Regions from separate parts of the Zea mays genome. Here regions 1 and 2 are each linked to region 3. The links are chromatin contacts, called in public Hi-C maps. All regions are on one chromosome and are shown on one strand. The core of a region is the stretch at or near the end of the contact, and the rest is flanking DNA. Distances in the headings are between cores, read along the strand shown.

The links. Hi-C and Micro-C count contacts between places; a contact is called where the count stands out from the background.
Region 1: a Hi-C map of ear shows a contact between it and region 3, with 4 times the contacts expected there. The contact joins the promoter of LOC100382470 here to the enhancer-like site in region 3. A contact is called at or near these places in 8 of 25 Hi-C or Micro-C datasets (bundle sheath, ear, leaf and 2 more) and 1 of 3 datasets of contacts at active chromatin or transcription factors (leaf).
Region 2: a contact with region 3 is called in a Hi-C map of bundle sheath, with 2.6 times the contacts expected there. The contact joins two enhancer-like sites. A contact is called at or near these places in 3 of 25 Hi-C or Micro-C datasets (bundle sheath, ear and leaf).

What each region holds. Positions count from the first base shown.
Region 1 is chr8:97,511,451-97,514,150 of Zm-B73-REFERENCE-NAM-5.0, reverse strand. It overlaps LOC100382470, which reads left to right and starts at 1,328. Exons shown (of 4, transcript NM_001175210.1): 1 at 1,328-2,429. The coding sequence starts at 1,782.
Region 2 is chr8:97,464,466-97,467,165 of Zm-B73-REFERENCE-NAM-5.0, reverse strand. No RefSeq gene overlaps it. Among protein-coding and RNA genes, the nearest start is that of LOC778431, 17 kb to the right of the region's middle. Within about 2 kb of position 1,370, at least 18 of the 20 cell types and tissues checked have an H3K27ac peak or open chromatin away from gene starts, as enhancers often do. A contact at or near this core is called in bundle sheath, ear and leaf, where this site is marked.
Region 3 is chr8:97,686,150-97,688,849 of Zm-B73-REFERENCE-NAM-5.0, reverse strand. No RefSeq gene overlaps it. Among protein-coding and RNA genes, the nearest start is that of LOC100192973, 39 kb to the left of the region's middle. Within about 2 kb of position 1,264, at least 20 of the 20 cell types and tissues checked have an H3K27ac peak or open chromatin away from gene starts, as enhancers often do. A contact at or near this core is called in bundle sheath, ear, leaf and 2 more, where this site is marked.

The sequences.
Region 1 (2,700 bases), core at 79-2,578, 170 kb after region 3:
TGTGATCTTCTAGCTAGGGGTGATGCCACCACTACATAAGATATAAGTGATAGTGTAGGGATGTAACTATGTAAGGGTGTATCCTCTAATCCTCTTAAACCATGTAATGACCACTAGGAATACTTCATTTCGCAGTCTCAGCATGTCGGTGGTACTCTAGGGTGACTTGGTGATGAATTGTAGGTGGTATCATTCTGGTTAGATAATAGCCTAATATCAACCTAGACAGAGGCCACCGTCGATGATGGTAATGTTGTGGCTATAGGTGTACATTCTCTATAGAGTTGATCGATCTATAAGCATAGGTCTGACCAAGGTTAATGAAGATTCCTATATGTTTCTCACTTGAGCATGACTAGAGAGTTTTGTGTTCTTTTTCTCTTCCTCGTGTTTGGATAAGGATCAAACCTGAGAGTATTGAGATAAGGATGAGAGGGAGTTGTCTTTGTTGACTAGAGAGTGTAGTGATGAGATGTGAGAGTGTGGTGTGTTTAGATATGAGATGATATGGATAGGTGGATGGATGTGATGATACTATGTGGATATTTACAAATAGACCATGAGACATGCATAGTAAGCCTACCGTCACATGATTTGTGTGGAGCGTGAGGAAGAAAGAAGATGAGAGGCACTAAAAAGTTAAGGTTTAGACTCTCTCCAACAAAAATATGTACAACATCTTGTACCCTATATTTAGTGGAGATTTCCTTTTTTATCACTACATCAGCGTTCTCTAATTGATACTCTAAATATAGATGATTTTCATCTGTTCTCTCTATATAGAGATTCTATATCCTTTCTTCTATCTATTTTAATACTTTAAACAACATATTTATCAAAACTAAATTATGTACAAAATATTTGTGAGTATAACAAATATATATGTATAAAAATTTAAAATAACATATGTCTCTAATATAGTTATTTTTTATATAGAGAGGATGGGATATAAAGAATGCTGCTGAAGATGAAGATAAAAGAGAAATAAATTTTTAGGACTTATTCGGTTGGGGTAGATTGAGGGTGATTAATAGAAAGAGGTTTAATCCCCTTAATTTTTTCTAATCCTTACACAACCGAACATAGGGATATAAATGATGAATACAGAGACGGCTTTGGAGGAGTGAAGGCCTTGCCAAATGCCAAGCCAATAACTATCATCAGGCCATACCTGGCACTGTAGGGCCTGAGGCTGGGCTGTGTGCTTGGGATATACAGTACCTGACCCTGGCCAGGGTCTCCACCGCACGCCCCCGTCCTACCTCGCGCCCTCTCCTCGCACCACAATCACACGAGCAGACAGTCACCAACTCCTTTCTGTCTTTCGCTTTCACTGCTCACCATTTCGCGTCCTTGCCTCGCCATCTCGCCGTCGCGGGCGCCTGTTTTTCGCCTCCCTCCCCCCATCTGCCAGACTGCCACGCACCTTTGCACAAAGAAAGGCGCCCCGAGGTACAGTACAGGTAGAGGTAGAGCCGACAGCCGAGCGAGCCCGGGAGCCGAACACCTCCACCAGCAGCAAAAGCACCACCACCACCAGAACCGAGCGCACAAAAGCGCGCGGCCGGGACGCGGGAGAAAGCAACGGGCAGCCTGTACTGCCGGCTGCTGCAGCTACCCTTTCAGTCCCAATTCCAGCCCCCGGCCAGGCGCTCGCAAAGTGCGGGAGCCGCCCTCTTCGCTCGTGGGCTCTCTCTCTCTCTCTCCGCGTTCTCGCTCCAGGTCGTGTACGATCCGCCAGTACGTACGGGCCCCGGCGGCGCTCGTGCGCGGGCGACAACATGTCCTCGGCGGCGGGCGGTGGATACGGGGCCGGCGGCGCGGAGCATCAGCACCTGTTGCTGGGGCAGGCCGCGGGCGCGGGGCAGCTCTACCACGTGCCGCAGCACAGCCGCCGCGAGAAGCTGCGGTTCCCGCCCGACGACGCGGCCGACTCGCCCCCGCCCACTGCCTGGCCGGCGCCCCCACCCTTCTACTCCTACGCTTCCTCGTCGACATCGTCCTACTACTCGCCGCATAGCCCCACGCTGGCGCACGCGCAGCTAGTAGCACACGCGCTACCTGCGGGCGCCGGGGTCCAGATCCCGAGCCAGAACTTCGCGCTCTCGCTCTCTTCGGCGCCCTCGAACCCTCCGCCCGCGCCGCGGAGGCAGCTCGCCGCGGGGGTAGCCACGGGGCCGTACGGCCCGTTCACGGGCTACGCGGCCGTCCTCGGGCGGTCCAGGTTCCTGGGCCCCGCGCAGAAGCTGCTCGAAGAGATCTGTAACGTCGGCGGACGGCCCCCGCACCTGGACCCTCTCTCCGACGAGGGTATGTTCGGCATGGAGCATGGCATGGGCGGCGTTGACCGCGCTACCGCTGAGGCGGTCGCTGTCTCCGGCGCCGAGCAGCAGTGGAGGAAGACCAGGCTCATCTCCCTCATGGAGGACGTGAGCTTCTTGATCCTTCATTGAAAAATACGTCTTTTCTCTGCTTTTGTTTCTTGTCGCAATTATTTCTTCTTCGCCGAGAAGAATCTAACGAATACCTCATGGTCACGTCATGGAGCCTACATCCTGTTCGAATCTTTATCTGCTGTTCTGGCACAGCTTATTTCTTGTGCTTGTGATTTGATGAGAGTAGATATGGATTGCAAATCGAGCTCTTTCGGATATGTTTCTTTGGTTATTTATATGCATCAAATCATTGTTTTGCACTGTT
Region 2 (2,700 bases), core at 121-2,620, 220 kb after region 3:
GTCGCGAAAAATGTTGTTTATGTCCACCCAGTAACTTTTTGTTTTGTTTCATGTCATCTGAAGATCAAAGATCCTAAGAAATAGTTTCTGGTTTATGGGTCTAGCAGAGCCAGAAGTGAGCACCTACAACCCTTTTAAGTTAAGCAACACAAGTTGAATTCATGGGAGCATGTGATTTGTTACCAAGATCCGTTGTATATACATATGACTTATCAATGATTTTCAGGCTGTTGTAACTATCCAGTATCGTACAATTGACCTGTTACCTAGGGGGAAACACTGCATGAGTGTTGTTGGTATCCTTGTCTGGTGAGCGAAAATCTCTCTTATCTTTTGTTTCTCTTCGTTTGATTTAGTCCAGTCATTTCCTTAAATTATTTATAGATATGAGGCAGAGTGGGTGATTCTATTGCAGGAGGAGGAGGGAGTGATTCTCCTGGAGGTGGAGGAGGATGAAGTGGTGAAGACTTCAAGCCAACTCCAAGTGCCATGTTGACCTCTGCCTCCGCTCCATGCACACATCCATCCCAGTCGTCTTCAAGGTCCAGACCTCCTCCCTGCTCAAGTTCCTCGTCAGCACGTTGCGCGGTGTCGTGTCATCGCTTTCCTCGGTGTCCATACGCGTGGTGCGAGGCATCCCGTCACCTTTATGGGCACATCGTCCATATGTGACCCCCTTCTCCATATAATTTAAACAAATTTTACTCTTTTGGGCTCCGTGTAATTTCATTGATAAAATCTCTACTACTTATTAACGCTGCAAAGTTAACCTATCATTCCGTGTTATATATATTTTTATTGGTATTATATGATCCCGTTGCAACGCACGGGCACTCACCTGGTATATATATATATAGCTAATTGAAGTGTACTATCAAAACAACAAGTTTATCTGAATCGTACAAATCTCTACTATATTAAACCACTAGTTTCTAACGGTCGTCCCACGTCAATATTTTTCAAAAAACAAAAATCATACATTTCTTTAGAATCAACACGCACTCTTATAATCTCTTCTCTACTACTATAATAGGATAGTTTATATAAAAAACAAGGTGAAATTTTTTATAAGTGAGTGTTTGAACCTTGGTTGTTGGTTCTATATTCACACCCACATAATCAATAAAAAATATATATTATGTTTTATTAAAAACAAAATTTATCTTATGTAATATATAAAAACCGTATGGGCATATGACTAGTAAAAAAATATAAACACGGGAACAACTTAACTTTGCCCAACCCAGGCCAGAACACCGGCGCCGGCCCACCTCTGATCCAAATCCAACAGAGAAGTAACAGTGGCCCACGCCCGTCAACCATAGAAAACAATTGGCTGGAGCCCTGACACGTGATCCGGTCCACGGGATCCATCCACGCGGCCCAACACTCGAACCACAAGATCCAGTGGACATCAGCTCGGATGATGGGCTGCTCAATTTCGTGCGTGCGTTTTCACCATCACCGGACGGGGTGCACCTCCTCGCCGTTTCGCTGCACCTGCACGGGCACGAGAGGCGATCACAGCTTGTCGGGCGTGGCGCGGCGGCGGCGGCCGGCCGTCATGGGCATGGCCTCCCACTTCCACGCTCACACCGTCCTAGTCAGACGACAGCCGCAGTGACCTGGACCTTGGCTTGGAATGGATGGTAGAAAGAACATTTCTCTTCTCCCGTGGAAAAGAATAGAGATGGGCATGGACCGTGACTGGGAGAATCCTTGCATCACCCAATGACATCGTCCGGAAGACGGCCGCCTCCCAGTGTGGCCACCACTCAGTACACAAGTCAATGATAAGCCCCGCGGCTCTATCTTTCTAGTCTATAAAAATTCTACAAAAATGTTGGATAAGTCCCCTAGGTGTCATCCACTGGTTTAGGCTTTAGAGTTTACATAACTTGATAACTTGATAGTTAAATAAATAATAGTCAAACAAAGATTTTTCTTTTAGCTAAGATGGATACTATTGTATGGTAATAGTTGTATGATACGTATTTTACCCACGGATACACATGTACGAGTATTATTCACATGTATCTGTACCCGTCTAAACACCGGGTAAAAATTATTGTCATTAACATATCTACATATAAAAGAAGTTATTTTATAACTATATTTATATCGGATAAAACCGTTAGGTATTCGAATTTCGGATATTAGTAGACTTTGGCTTTCGACGTCCCCGTAAGGCCCGCCCCTTTCGTGTCGTTGTCAGCGCCCCTCATAATTATTACTACCTCCATTTTTAAATAGTTGACGCAGAATAGTTCATTTTTAACTAAAAAGCGTCAAGTAAAGAAAAACGAAGGGAGTATTTTTTTTCCCTGAAGCAGCAAACGCGACACGCACCCTTTCGAGTCCCCACCGCACCAAATAGGGATGAAAACGGTACAGGAAATTCCCATACTGTCCCGTTTCGAATACTGTTTTTTCCGGTCGTTTTTGGATTGTTCAGAAACCGATTAGAAACGGTACGAAAACGATTTAGCTAGTTTTTCGATCGTTTTCGTATTTTTCGTTTCCGAGTTATGCTAATACTGTTTTCTACCATTTTATATAATATGAGATAGATCTAGCATATAATTTATTTAAGTTATAGAGTTTTGTTGCGTTCAAGTGAATGAATAAGCGAAAAGCAAATGTTATAATTACTCTAACTAATATGAATGATGAAAAAGAGTTGTTTGTGTATTTCTAAAT
Region 3 (2,700 bases), core at 15-2,514:
GGGAGCGAACCTTCGGTCGACAACAGGCATAGGCTGATAGGCACGCGCAAGAGGCAAAGATGCCGCTTCACTTTCTATCAGGAATCAGGATCCAGCACTTGGCACTTGACTTGCAGCTACAGGCCCAGCTGCAGTCCCCGATCCTGCGTTACTGCCCTGGCCGGCCGTCAGCAAGGTTCACCACGACAACGAGCACCATATATATGTACCTCCGGCAGCGTCGTCGATGCAACGGCGGCACCTTTGCTCCAGTCCTGTCCGGCCCAACACGCAAAAGTTCTCTGCAAAGACGGCACGGCAGCTGGGACCACGGACCGGCCGGTTTGTCCACCATTCGCCGCCGGATAAACTCTCCGCGCGCGCGCGCGCGCTCGCACTGCTTCTGGAGATATTATCATGACAAGTGGAGTGGCCCCCACTGTGGCCGGCAAGGCCTGTGGAGATACGAGATGCGCGCGTCAATAATTAAGCACGGGCGGCCGTCCTTATCTTATCATAGCTGCTTTTTGCCGGGCTGATCTCTGTCAGTTCTCTCCTTCCTTGCCGTGCCCAGTGGCAGTAGGAGGGGGCAGGGGCATGATCCGTCTCTATCCTCCCGTGCGGGAGTGACATGGGACAGGCTAGCGTGACGAATGTTCTGGTCCACTGACAGTGGCCCAACTGCCCCTCTGAAGGAACCGGCTCCAATGTTCTGAGTTCTGACCCCATTGGAGAAACCGTTTCTGAAGGCATTGACGCAAGCCTCACGAGAAAAAAAAAAGAAATCAGGAGGAAGAGCTGACAAGCATCGCTAGATATGGCTAGTTTATGCGCCAAATCTCACTGGACGCAATATGTCCTCCTGGGTGGTTCGAGGATAAGCTAGTTTATATGCGCCAGGCCGTTATCCTACTACGACGGTGCTCTACTGCACCTACGTACGCCTACGCGCCGCCGCTGGGTGTGGTCGTTGGCCGCTGACGCGTGCGCGCGTCTCGCCGTCGGCGTCAGCGAGGGTGTTAAAGCTAAGCACAAGCAACGCAACTGGCACTCTATGGTATGGCGCGCCGAAAAAATTTGGCCGCGCGTCTCGTCGCTGCGTCCGTGGCGTGGCGTGGCGTGTCGCCGACGTCGGTGGGGACGGGATCCGAAGCGCGTCCCTTGGTGGCGCGACGGGCCGGGAGTCCGGGACGGGATGGCGAAAGATCGTCGGCGATTGGCGGTGTGGGCTTTGGGGTGGCTCGGTCACTAGCGCCGGATGAGGAGGATTAGGTGTTGTGTGCCCGTAGCCCGCAGCCGTGGTCTTTGCTAGGCAGCCTAGGCTGGTAGCGGTGGTAGCCTGTGAGCACTAACCACTGCGGAGGATGAGTAGTACGTAGTTGTGCAACTTCGACAGGCGTTAAACAGGTAAGGCTATCCTATCCTTTATTATCATATTCTATATTTCAAATTTTATTTTGAAACCCGTGTCAAACAATATTATCTATAGTTTTGTTTTTGTCTAAGGAAGGAGAGGGATGCTTATGAAAATGACGAAAGGAAAATTAGAGGAAGGGAGACAGAGCTGGGCTAACTGAGCATCGACCGGTCTTGGCAAGACGGCCGAGGTCTTCAAATCCCCTTGGACTGGACTGGACTGGGCTCAGATTGTTTTCCCGGATCTCCGTTAAAAGCGACTTTCTTCCTGGCCCGTCTCCAAGTTCTAACCTTTGTTTGGGCACAGATCGGTCCGACGACGACGTTTGGCGTTCTCGTCCCGCCTCACCGGGTCCTTGTCCTTTCCGATCTCGACGGCGACGGCTACCGGGCATCCATCTGTTGCATGCGCCTGATCTCCCATCCCCGGTGATCGGTACGTCAGGTGACTCTAGCTACACTGTGCCCATCAGGCCATCTGAGTGAACGAGAAGATGAGCGGGCGGCACCAAACCGTCCCCGGCTCCCGTCGACTTCCACATCGGCGGCCTCAGAGTGACGCCGACCTGGCCCTCTCCGTCGGTCGCAAACCAAACAGGCCTCTTCTCACAAATGCATCGTGAAGGATTGAATGGCCTAGTGCTTCAACTTTTGACGGACAAGGTTCGGAGCTGGACTGCTGGGTCGAGCATGCATACCACCGCGCGCGCGCATACGGGAATCCAATGCAAGTTCGGTCCGTAGCCAGTGTGACGTGGTGACGACGCGGACGCACCTACGTACGAGAAGTCACACGCTACTAGACACGTACCAGTACCGCACACGCACGCAGGCAGAGATCAGGTCAGAGGGACCAGGGTAAATGTCGTACGGGACTGCTAGAACGATAGTGGGATGATCGACGGATCGTGTCATCTTGGGAAAGGCGGAGGTCGAGCACCGAGCACGCATATATAGATGCCGACAAACGCGAGCGGGCGGCTAGCTCAGGAACAAAAAGAAAATGGCGCCACAGATCAGATCAGCGCTGCTATGCCATATATAGGCAAATAGGAAGGCTGCAAGAGGAGGACGAGAGATCCTGGCGCTTGTACCGTTATACGTGCCCGGGCCACAGAGAACGCATTCTTTTTTTAAGGGAAAACCAAAAGATTTGTCATTCCAATATATTAGAAGACAAAAAAAAAAAACTTTACACTGACACATAACCTATATAACTTAACAATTATGTCCTAGTCAGAACACTGACACTTAAACAAAAACCCAACCCCCCTGACCAAGCACCCCGCCGCTACAGGCAAACTA